2 separate regions of the Sus scrofa genome follow, and region 2 is linked to region 1. Evidence: chromatin contacts called from public Hi-C data. All regions are on one chromosome and are shown on one strand. The core of a region is the stretch at or near the end of the contact, and the rest is flanking DNA. Distances in the headings are between cores, read along the strand shown.

Region 1 (4,724 bases), core at 753-3,252:
GGCATTATTTTGTTCGTTAGTCCTTGGGGTCTTAAGTCGAGTCTGGGAGCCCTGGGGTGCGGGTGCTGCTGGGGGTGGGAGGCGCTTTGGACATTGGAAACTGACAACCAAGTTATGTAGTGATTTGCTGGTTTCCGCTTAGGAGGATCTGCCTCAAGTCAAGTCGAGACAGTAAACCCTGACAGTGTAAAAGCAGGGTTTCAGGAAAAAAATGAAAATAAAAAATAAATAAAAGCAGTGGTTCAGCATGACAGAAGCAGGGATGAAGGAAGGGGGTGGGGGATTCATAGCTTGATCTTTTAGAGAGAAGCAAGAGATTCCTCTCAAGCTGCTTGGCCAAGAAACAGAGGATTCCTGTGTATTTATTTTTTGAATAGTAAAAACATATACAAGAGTTCCTGTTGTGGCTCAGCGGTAATGAATCTGACTAGTATCCATGAGGATGCAGGTTCAATTCCTGGCCTCACTCAGTGGGTTAAGGATCCGGCATTGCCAGGAGCTGTAGTGTAGGTCGCAGATGCAGCTCAGACCTAGCATTGCTGTGGCTGTGGTGTAGGCTGGCAGCTGTAGCTCCGATTGGACCCCTAGCCTGGGAACTTCCATATGCCGAGGATGCGGCCCTAAAAGCCACCCCCCCCAAAAAAGGCAAAAAGACAAAACGGAGGGAGTCCTCACTGTGGCTTATCGGGTTAAGAACCGACAGAGCGTCTGTGAGGATGTGGGTTTGATCCCTGGCATCGATAGTGGGTTAAGGATCCCGAGTTGCTGTGAGCTGTGGTCGCTGATGCTTCTTGGACCCTGGCTGTGGCGTAGCCCTCAGCTGAAGCTCTGATTCATCCCGTAGCCCGGGTCCTTATGCCACAGGCATGGCCATAAAAAAAGAAAAATAAATAAAGTGAGATGGCAAAGAGAAAGCTGTATTAATGCCTAGTAGGAGTTACTCCAGGGTCAGTCTTTTTTTTTTTTTTTTTTTTTTTTTGCTACACCCGTGGCGTGTGGAAATTCCCAGTCCAGCGATCAAACCTGAGCCACAGCAGCGACCTGAGCCTCTATCTACAGTGACACCACCAGATCCTTAAGCCTGCAGGGGCCTGAGATTTTACCATGAACACCGAAGACACTGTGGACTCTTGGTGCTGATTCTAGATCCACTCCCCACCCCCACCCCCAACCAGAGGGTCTCTCAAACAAAATCAAGAAGGGGCTCCTTCAAAGTTTTTGGATGCCTGTTCTAAGGATGAAGTCAGAATATGGTGCCTGAGGAGTTCCCGTCATGGCACAGTGGAAACGAATTCAACTAGGAACCATGAGGTTGCGGGTTTGATCCCCGGCCTCACTCATTGGGTTAAGGATCCAGTGTTGCTTTGAGCAGTGGTGTAGGTTGCAGACGCGGCTTGGATCTGGTATTGCTGTGGCTCTGGTGTAGGCTGGAGGCTACAGCTCCGATTCGACCCCTAGCCTGGGAACCTCCATATGCCATGGGAGCGGCCCTAAAAAGACCAAAAAAAAGAAAAAGAAAAAAGAGAATATGGTGCCCGAAAGAGAAAAGCACGGCTCAGAACAGGGGGTGTGGGGTGCAGTCAGCGTGACAGTATCGCCTGGAGCTGACGAGGGCGGTGAGAGTAAGGATTCCATCCTTAAGTCTTGTACAATCCCCAGTGGGCCTCATTCTCTCGATTTCAAGTGGCCATTTTTCCACATCTCCACCTTCTGGAAGTAGGGTATTCCTTCCAGTGTGAGGTCGGCTGGCCCTGACTCCCTGGAGCATCCCCGCCTCCCTAGGGGTACACTGCACCGCCACCGCCCCGAAGGCATCCCAGCCACGCTGAGACGTCTCATCACCATGATGGCCAGAGTCCGGCCTGTCCAGCCCTGGGTGCGAGACAGGCAGGGGACGTTCCTCCGGCCCACTCAGCGGCTGCCGGCAGTGGGGCGCCCTCCCCGGCCCCGAAGTCCCCAGCTGGGCCCCCTGTCTTGCAGGTGTCGCCACCGCCGGCCGTCATGGGCAAGCAGAACAGCAAGCTGCGGCCCGAGGTGCTGCAGGACCTGCGCGAGAACACCGAGTTCACGGACCACGAGCTGCAGGAGTGGTACAAGGGCTTCCTCAAAGACTGCCCCACCGGCCACCTGACCGTGGACGAGTTCAAGAAGATCTACGCCAACTTCTTCCCCTACGGCGACGCCTCCAAGTTCGCCGAGCACGTCTTCCGCACCTTCGACACCAACGGCGACGGCACCATCGACTTCCGGGAGTTCATCATCGCGCTGAGCGTGACGTCGCGGGGCAAGCTGGAGCAGAAGCTCAAGTGGGCCTTCAGCATGTACGACCTGGACGGCAACGGCTACATCAGCCGCAGCGAGATGCTGGAGATCGTGCAGGTGCGTCTCCGAGGCCCCGCCCACCCAGGGCTCGGGGCCGCCACGCCCGTAGCCGTGGCCGTGGCCGTGGTGATGGTGGCAGAGCCCGGGTTTCCTCGGGCCCCTTGGACAGAGACGCACGGAGGTGGCCGGCGGGGCTGCTGAGCCCTCCCATGGCAGTGTCCCAGAGAGCAGGTGCTCGGTCCTTTCTGGGGCTAGTGAGATGGTTCTCCTTGCTGGGTCTCAGGGTCTGAGTCTTTTTTTTTTTTTTTTTTGGCTTTTAACGGAGGTGCAGCCATCCCGTAGTCAGGTGTTTGAGGCCCGGCGTGCCGCGTGATGGGCCGTGCCCGCGTCTGGCCGGGTCCTCCCCCTCCGCCGCAGTCCAGCCCGCAGAAAGCCCGAGAACTGCCCCGCCTCCCGCCCCCAGACAACCCCTGTCTTACAGCCATCACCTCGGGTCATTTCCTCTGTTCTTGAACTTCACGTAAATGAGTCCGGCTTCCTCTGGCTCGTGTGCTGTCTGCCATATCCTTCCTCGCTACTGGGAGGAGCGGGCAACTTTCCAGCTAGGGAGGGGTCCGCAGCCCCGACTGCTGTGGGCGAGGCCGAGGCGGCAGCTCGCGCCTGGGCCCCACCCGTCCAGGGACACCCCGGAATCGCTGAGCACGAGGTGTGTGTGCCCCTTTGCAGGCCATTTACAAAATGGTGTCGTCGGTGATGAAGATGCCGGAGGACGAGTCCACCCCTGAGAAACGCACGGACAAGATCTTCAGACAGATGGACACCAATAATGACGGTAAGACCCCGGCGTCAGTGCCTCGGAGCACAGATGCGTGTGGGAGCCTTCCCTCCTGCTCTGCAGCTTCTCGGGCCTCACCCAGCCATGCAGCTGCATTCAGGGAAGAGCCGGGGTTCGGAGTCCGGGTGCCTGGGTGAGCGTCCTGCCCCCCTGATCTGTAGTCTCCTTGCTTCTAGAACCGGGGGACGGTAGGCCCCGGCTGTCCAGGGAGAGGCGCAGGTGCAGTGTCACCGCGCCCTGCAGGGGTGGGGACCAAGCGTCCCATGTGGTGGGGCCCTGGGAACTGCATCCCTTTGCTCTCATTATCCTGACTGGAGGGCTCCCAGTGGCCCCAGGGACTCTGCGGGGAGGTGCTGGCTGGAGCAGCTGTGCGGGGCCTCTGGGCTCATGCCACGGCAGAGGTGGCGCTTCCAGGAGGGGCGGTGGCAGCCGCACAATGAGGACTCAGTGTGTTTCCTGCTCTGCACTGGCTGCGAGCTTCTGCGGGGCCCACAGGGGGAGCGTAGCTGTGAAACTCCACGGGTCTACGCCTCTTAAGCAGTGTTAAGTGCCGTCCCAGAGCCTGGTCCGATTTGCTTTTGATCAATAAAGAAATGCAGCATTTAGACAAGAAAAAAGAGAAAATACCCCCTGGGCTGTGCTGGAGATGGAAAATAAGCAAATGGACAGAAGCGTGCTCTCTAGACCCCGAAGTGAGGTGCGAGGAGGAGGCCGAGGGCTGCGCCCTCGGGGGAGGGGTGCAGCGGCGCGACCGCAGCTGGAGAGCCTCTTATGCAGAGGCAGGAAGTGGGCTCCCCAAGGCACAAGTTGCCACAATGCAGGGTCTGCTTCAAACTCGGTCCCTCCCACATCTGTATCCTGGGAGCATGTGTTTGGCGCCAGCGTCGGTGGCTCTGGAACTCACCTTTCTACGGCACCCGGTCCCAGGAGTAACAAGGTCCTCGATGCAGGAGGCACCGAGGACGAGGCAGGCACCAGCAGGCCCTTGGCAGGCCTCTGCCTAACCCTCCCACCCCGCAAAGCAGGTAGTGCAGGAGCAGGAAGGGGACTCAGCCGGAGCAGCGGGCCGAGCCTCCGCCAATGGATGGCCAAGCTGGACGGGCCGGAACCACACCCCGGGCAGTGGCTGGGAGGCTCTGGATTGGTTATGGGCTAGAGACAGAGGCCATGTTCTTTCCGGACAAGACACGTCGTTCTTAAATAAAGCGTGGAGAACTTTCTAGAAGGATTTAGCTTGCCCCACCAGCCACAGCGTGCAGCCATACTGGGGACAGCCTTTGAGGGGCCCCGTGCTGTGCCACGAACAGTGAAAGCCAAAAAGGGTTTTCCAGAAATGCTCTTTTTTTTCTTTTCTTTTTTTTTTTTTTTTAATGTTAGGGCCGTACCCACAGCATATGGAAGTTCCCAAGCTAGGGGTTGAATCAGAGCTGCAGCCACCGGCCTACGCCACAGCCACAGCAACAGCAGATCCAAGCCGCATCTGTGACTTACAGCTTGCAGTCACGCCAGATCCTTAACCCACAGAGCGAGGCCTGGGATCGAACCCGCATCCTCATGGATACTAGTC
Region 2 (4,724 bases), core at 1,228-3,727, 220 kb before region 1:
TGAAGAAACTGAGGCCTGGTAGCAGGTGCTGGGGACCAAGGCTCCCCCCGGTGACTCTGAGCCCAAGCCTGTTCGCTGCCACGCTCCTGCCCCGTGGGGCCAGGGAGGCCCCCTGCTCTTATGTGTCATCTCGAAAACCCTGACACAGGGCAAGCCACACCCCGTGGGGTTCTGAGCGGGTTTTCCCATGTGGGCACGGTTGGGAGAAGCCAGTTGGCTCAAGTCCCCCTCCCGCAAGGGGAAGCCCTTCCCCACCTGTGAGGGCTGGGGGCCTGGGAGGGGGCAGCTTGCCCTCACGTCAGCACCTCCCTCTGCTGGGGCCCGTGTAGGCAGAAAGGGGGCCTGTGCCTTCGGGTTGGATATGAAATTCTGTTTGATGCACACGTAGGGACACCTGTCAAAGAGGCCCGTCACAGCCTCTTTCCAGCAGGACTCAGGTGCCGCCTCCTCGGTGAGGTCTCCCTGTCCTCCGGCCTGGCATTCAGCACCCCTGGAGCATCACCCTGACTGTGAACTTGGTTACAAGGAGATGCCTCCCCTGAACCCACCCCCAGGGCCTTGGTTTCCCCAGGTCTGTCCACAGGACGCACTCGGCCCATGGTCGTTGGACCAAAGAGTAGGCAGATGAAGGACTGAATTAGCAAGTGTGCGAGAAACCAGTGCCTGGGTGTGACGGGATCCCTGAGATGGAGTTGGGAGGAGCCCCATCTAGGCATCGCCCCCTCGCCACCACCAGAACTTCACTGCTCAGCTCGGAGGCACCTTTCTGCCCTGCTGGCCACGGGCGGGTGACTGACCCTCCTCCTTATCCAGGCAGAAATCAGTGCCCACGCCCCACAGAGGTGGCGGCAAAACCGGGCAGGGTCTGGCAATCCTTCTAACACTGGGCACCTCCTGGCCAGCGCCTGGCGGGGGCGTGTCTGCGGGCTTGTGTTCAGGGGATGGGGCGTGTCAGGGCGTCAAGGCAGTGGTCCTGTCTTGCTGATCTACAGCTCCGGGCTGTGCCCAGCCCTGGGCAGGTGCAGACACAAGACACAGCAGCTGGTGAAAGGCCTCCTTTTTTTTTTTTTTTTTGCTTTTTAGGGCCACATTCTCAGCATATGAAGGTTCCCAGGCTAGGGGTCGAATCGGAGCTACAGCTGCTGGCCTATGCCACAGCCACAGCAAGGCCAGATCTGAGCCACATCGGCAACCTACCCCACAGTCACGGATCCTTAATCCACTGAGCGAGGCCAGGGATCGAACCTGCATTCTCATGGATCCTAGTCGGGTTTGTTAACCACTGGGCCACGACGGGAATTCCTTGAAGGGCCTCTTTTCCTTGGCTTTCCTGCCTCCTGTCTCTGCCCCTCCCTGCTCTCCTCTCTGGGGCAGGAGGAAGCAGAGACAGAACGGAATCCCAGAGCCTGGGCAGGGGGCCTGGGAAGCATGAGATGGTCAAGCTGGTTCTCCTGCTGCAGCCAGAGTCCTCCCCGAGGGAGCCGAGACCGGGTCCCCAGACCACAGCAGCTCAAGCCGGGCTGTGCATTACAGGGGCTGGGGGCAGGATGGGCACGGAATGGCCGTGCTGGCCAGGACAAGAGAAGGCACGTGGGCTGGTTATGGGTGAGACTGGACAGAAATGGGAGGGGTGGGATGGAGCCCGTGTCCCCAGCCCCAGAGGCCCTGTCCTCCCAGATACTCCCAATGTACTCCGCGGCCTGTGTTTACGGCCAGCCCTTTCCCGTGTTCCGAATCAAAGGGGGTTGTGGCTGTTCTGATTTCTCTTCCTATGCGAGGCCCTGTCTCTGCGCATGGGCGAAGCCTTTTGGCCAAATGTCTGCTTGCAGAGGAATGATCTCCAGGGCGTCTTGGAGGCAGCTTTCAAAACAACACAACAGAGGAAAAAATTTACTCTACGGATCCGGGGTCATCTTTGGGCCTGTGAACGTTACTGACAATGGGCAGATTGACGGAGAAAAGATGGCTGTGTTTGTAGCATATGCATGCACAAAAGAAGTGGCTTAATAACTGGAGATGGGGGAGTTCCCACTGTGGCTCAGAGGGTTAAGAACCTGACTAGTATCCATGAGGATGAGGGTTCCATCCCTGGCCTCACTCAGTGGGTTAAGGATCCGGTGCTCCTGTGAGCTGCGGTGTAGGTCACAGATGCCTCTCAGATTCCGTGTGGCTGTGGTGTAAGAGCAGCTACAGCTCCGATTTGACCTCTAGCCTGGAACTTCCATATGCCACAGGGGCGGCCCTAAAAAAATAAAATAAAATAACTTAATAGGGGAAGGGGAGGGGCAGAAAGAAAACATGCATTTGTTTTAGGAAAGACCCAAGACTGTCTTTAAGAGATAAGACAGTTGTAATGAGGTTTGTTTGCACAGGGGGTCTTCTGTCTTCTTCTGGAAGGAAAAACTCCCCCAGGGTGTTGATTTATGGCAGCCTCCCTTCCAGAAACATCTGTCTTTAGTCAGATAACAGAAGCGCCCAACAGACTTCTTTCTGCACCTGTTTATCTCTTTCATTCATTAGTAAGCAGTCGATGCGCTTGGCCCCGGGGCGCTGGCTTCTCTATAAATTCTCAAGCTGAAATCCCCTTTTTAGGTATAATTTTTCCTATGCAACAAGAGGAAGAGACATTCCTAGATGAACTACTGGGTCCAGAATTGCTCTTAAGAAAGGGAAGGTCTTGGAGTTCCCCCTGTGGCGCAACAGGATCAGTGGCATCGCTGCAGCCCCAGGATGCAGGTTCGATCCCCAGCCCCGGCTCAGCGAGTTAAAGGATTTGGCGGCCACAGTTGCGTCGGTTCAACTGTGGCTTCGCGCGTCTAATCCCTGGCCTGGGACCTCCAGATGTGGAGGAGTGGCCAAAAAACAAAGAAAGAAAGAGAGGAACTGTCTTTGTTCCCAAGAATGGCCTCATGGGCCCTGTGGAAGCCTGGATGTCCTTGGCATCCATGCTCGGCAGGACACCACTTCTGGGTGTTGGGCCGAGGCAGCACCAGTTGAGAAGGCGCCATGGTGGGGGTAGGCCGGGCGGGGGGCAGTGGGGTGCAGGCCAAGGCCCTCCCAGCAGAGGGCATGGAGTCAAGCAGGGCCTGCTGCTCCTTTGAAGCTTGCTGGCTTGGCCCCGGTGCACATGGCCTTGGTGTCCACTAGCTCCCGGAGAGTGTGTAAATGAACTCGAAATTCAAGTGCCCTGACCCCGAAGGAGAGCTGCGTTTCACACCCGGATTCTTGACAGGTGGAAGCAGGATCCTGGCGGCCCCAGGGATGAGAAGTCGTGAAGAGGGTTTGACTTGGGAGAAGAGAGAGATGACAGCCAGTTTTTCCAGGCTCCCGAGGGCCCCGGAGGCCTTGGCTGCCTCCCGCTTACAGGGGGTGAGAGGTCCCGCCTGCTGGGTGGAATCCCATTTCTGGTCCCCAGGTCAGGGAGACCAGGGGAGCGGCCTCAGGCCCGCCCTGCAGGCTGCCTGCCCAGCTCTGTCTTACTGGACACGGGAGCCCCCCTCCTGCCCTAAAGCCCCCTCAGGAGAGCGCCCCGAGTCCCACGCCCAGACAGCGTTTCTGGAGGGGGACGGATGAGGACTGCCGGTAATGCGCACTCAGAAACCCCCCGGGCCCCCCAGCCTGCCAGGAATGCACCCCCTGCCCCTCGGTCACGTGGTCCACCCTCCAGAATGACCCATTTGCCCGTTCCCTGGTTCAGCATCACATTTCCTCCCAGGCTGGAACCTGGAACTGGTTTTTGAGGCTGAGACCTGGAGCATGAAGACACCACGACCGGCCGCAGGTCACGCAAACCCGCGGCCTCTGTCCCCAGAAGGGGTCTCCGGGCCAGGGTGCGGAATAATCCCTTGGCTGGCTTTGACCTCGGCGGGTGGGGGACCTGGGTTGCCCCCGGCCCAGCCCGTGGGCGCTGGAACCAGAGGAGGGTTCCAGCATGAGCCACAGATGCAGGAAAGGGGAGCCCGATGGGCTGCGGTGTTGCCAGTCTTGTTTCCCTGTCTGGGATGTGTGTGTGTGTGTGTGTGTGTGTGTGTGTGTGTGTGTGTGTGTGTGTGTGTGTGTGTGAGGGGGCAGGGGAGAGGAAGAAGGAGAGGGAGAGACACGAGGCGGTGTCTGGGTGGCTGATTAGCTCAGCTGCCCTCCGTGGCTGCAGTCAAGTCGGGCCTGAGACGCAGACACAGCCCCCCCCCGCCCCCGCCCCCTGGAAGTGGGTCATTTCAGCCTGGGTCTCTCTCCTCTCCCTGCTCCTTCCCTCCCCCCTGCCTTCCTTTCCCCTGTGTCTCTGAGCAGCCAGAGAGTGGGAGCCTCCGGCCTCTGCTCCCTCCCACGGCCCCTTGAAAGCCCTGAGCTGAAGGCCTGATTAGAAATCAGATGCCAGAAAGACACGCTTCTTAAAAGCCAGTGCAAAGCAGAGGCCAGGAGATCCGGCCGAGCCATCAAAAAGCCCCCTAGCCAGGGGCCCCCCTCAGGGCCAGGGCTCTGCTTTGAGAGGCAGGGCCCAGGCCTCATGGGGGAAAATAAGTCACCTGGGGGGGAGCCCTCTGCCTCCAGCAGGCTCAGGGCCCAGGCAGTGTTGGCAGGGGGCGCTGCGGGGCACCCGGCCCAACCCCTCCATGCTTCAGGCTGCTGACTCCCCTTCGCCACAGGGAACCACAGTGCTGCACCCCCCTACCCCCCCGCACCAGGGCTGATCAAGGAGCAAACCAAAAATCCAGGATAGAGCCCAG

The links. Hi-C and Micro-C count contacts between places; a contact is called where the count stands out from the background.
Region 2: a Hi-C map of fetal liver shows a contact between it and region 1, with 4 times the contacts expected there. The contact joins the enhancer-like site here to the promoter of HPCAL1 in region 1. A contact is called at or near these places in 1 of 5 promoter capture datasets (fetal skeletal muscle), 16 of 47 Hi-C or Micro-C datasets (adipose tissue, blood, embryonic fibroblasts and 11 more) and 1 of 2 datasets of contacts at active chromatin or transcription factors (alveolar macrophages).

Annotation. Positions count from the first base shown.
Region 1 is chr3:126,108,453-126,113,176 of Sscrofa11.1, reverse strand. HPCAL1 (hippocalcin-like 1) reads left to right here and starts at 2,002. Exons shown (of 3, transcript NM_001123126.1): 1 at 2,002-2,379; 2 at 3,049-3,154. The coding sequence starts at 2,002.
Region 2 is chr3:126,327,609-126,332,332 of Sscrofa11.1, reverse strand. No RefSeq gene overlaps it. Among named protein-coding and RNA genes, the nearest start is that of RRM2, 37 kb to the left of the region's middle. Within about 2 kb of position 2,477, at least 3 of the 83 cell types and tissues checked have an H3K27ac peak or open chromatin away from gene starts, as enhancers often do. A contact at or near this core is called in fetal liver, where this site is marked.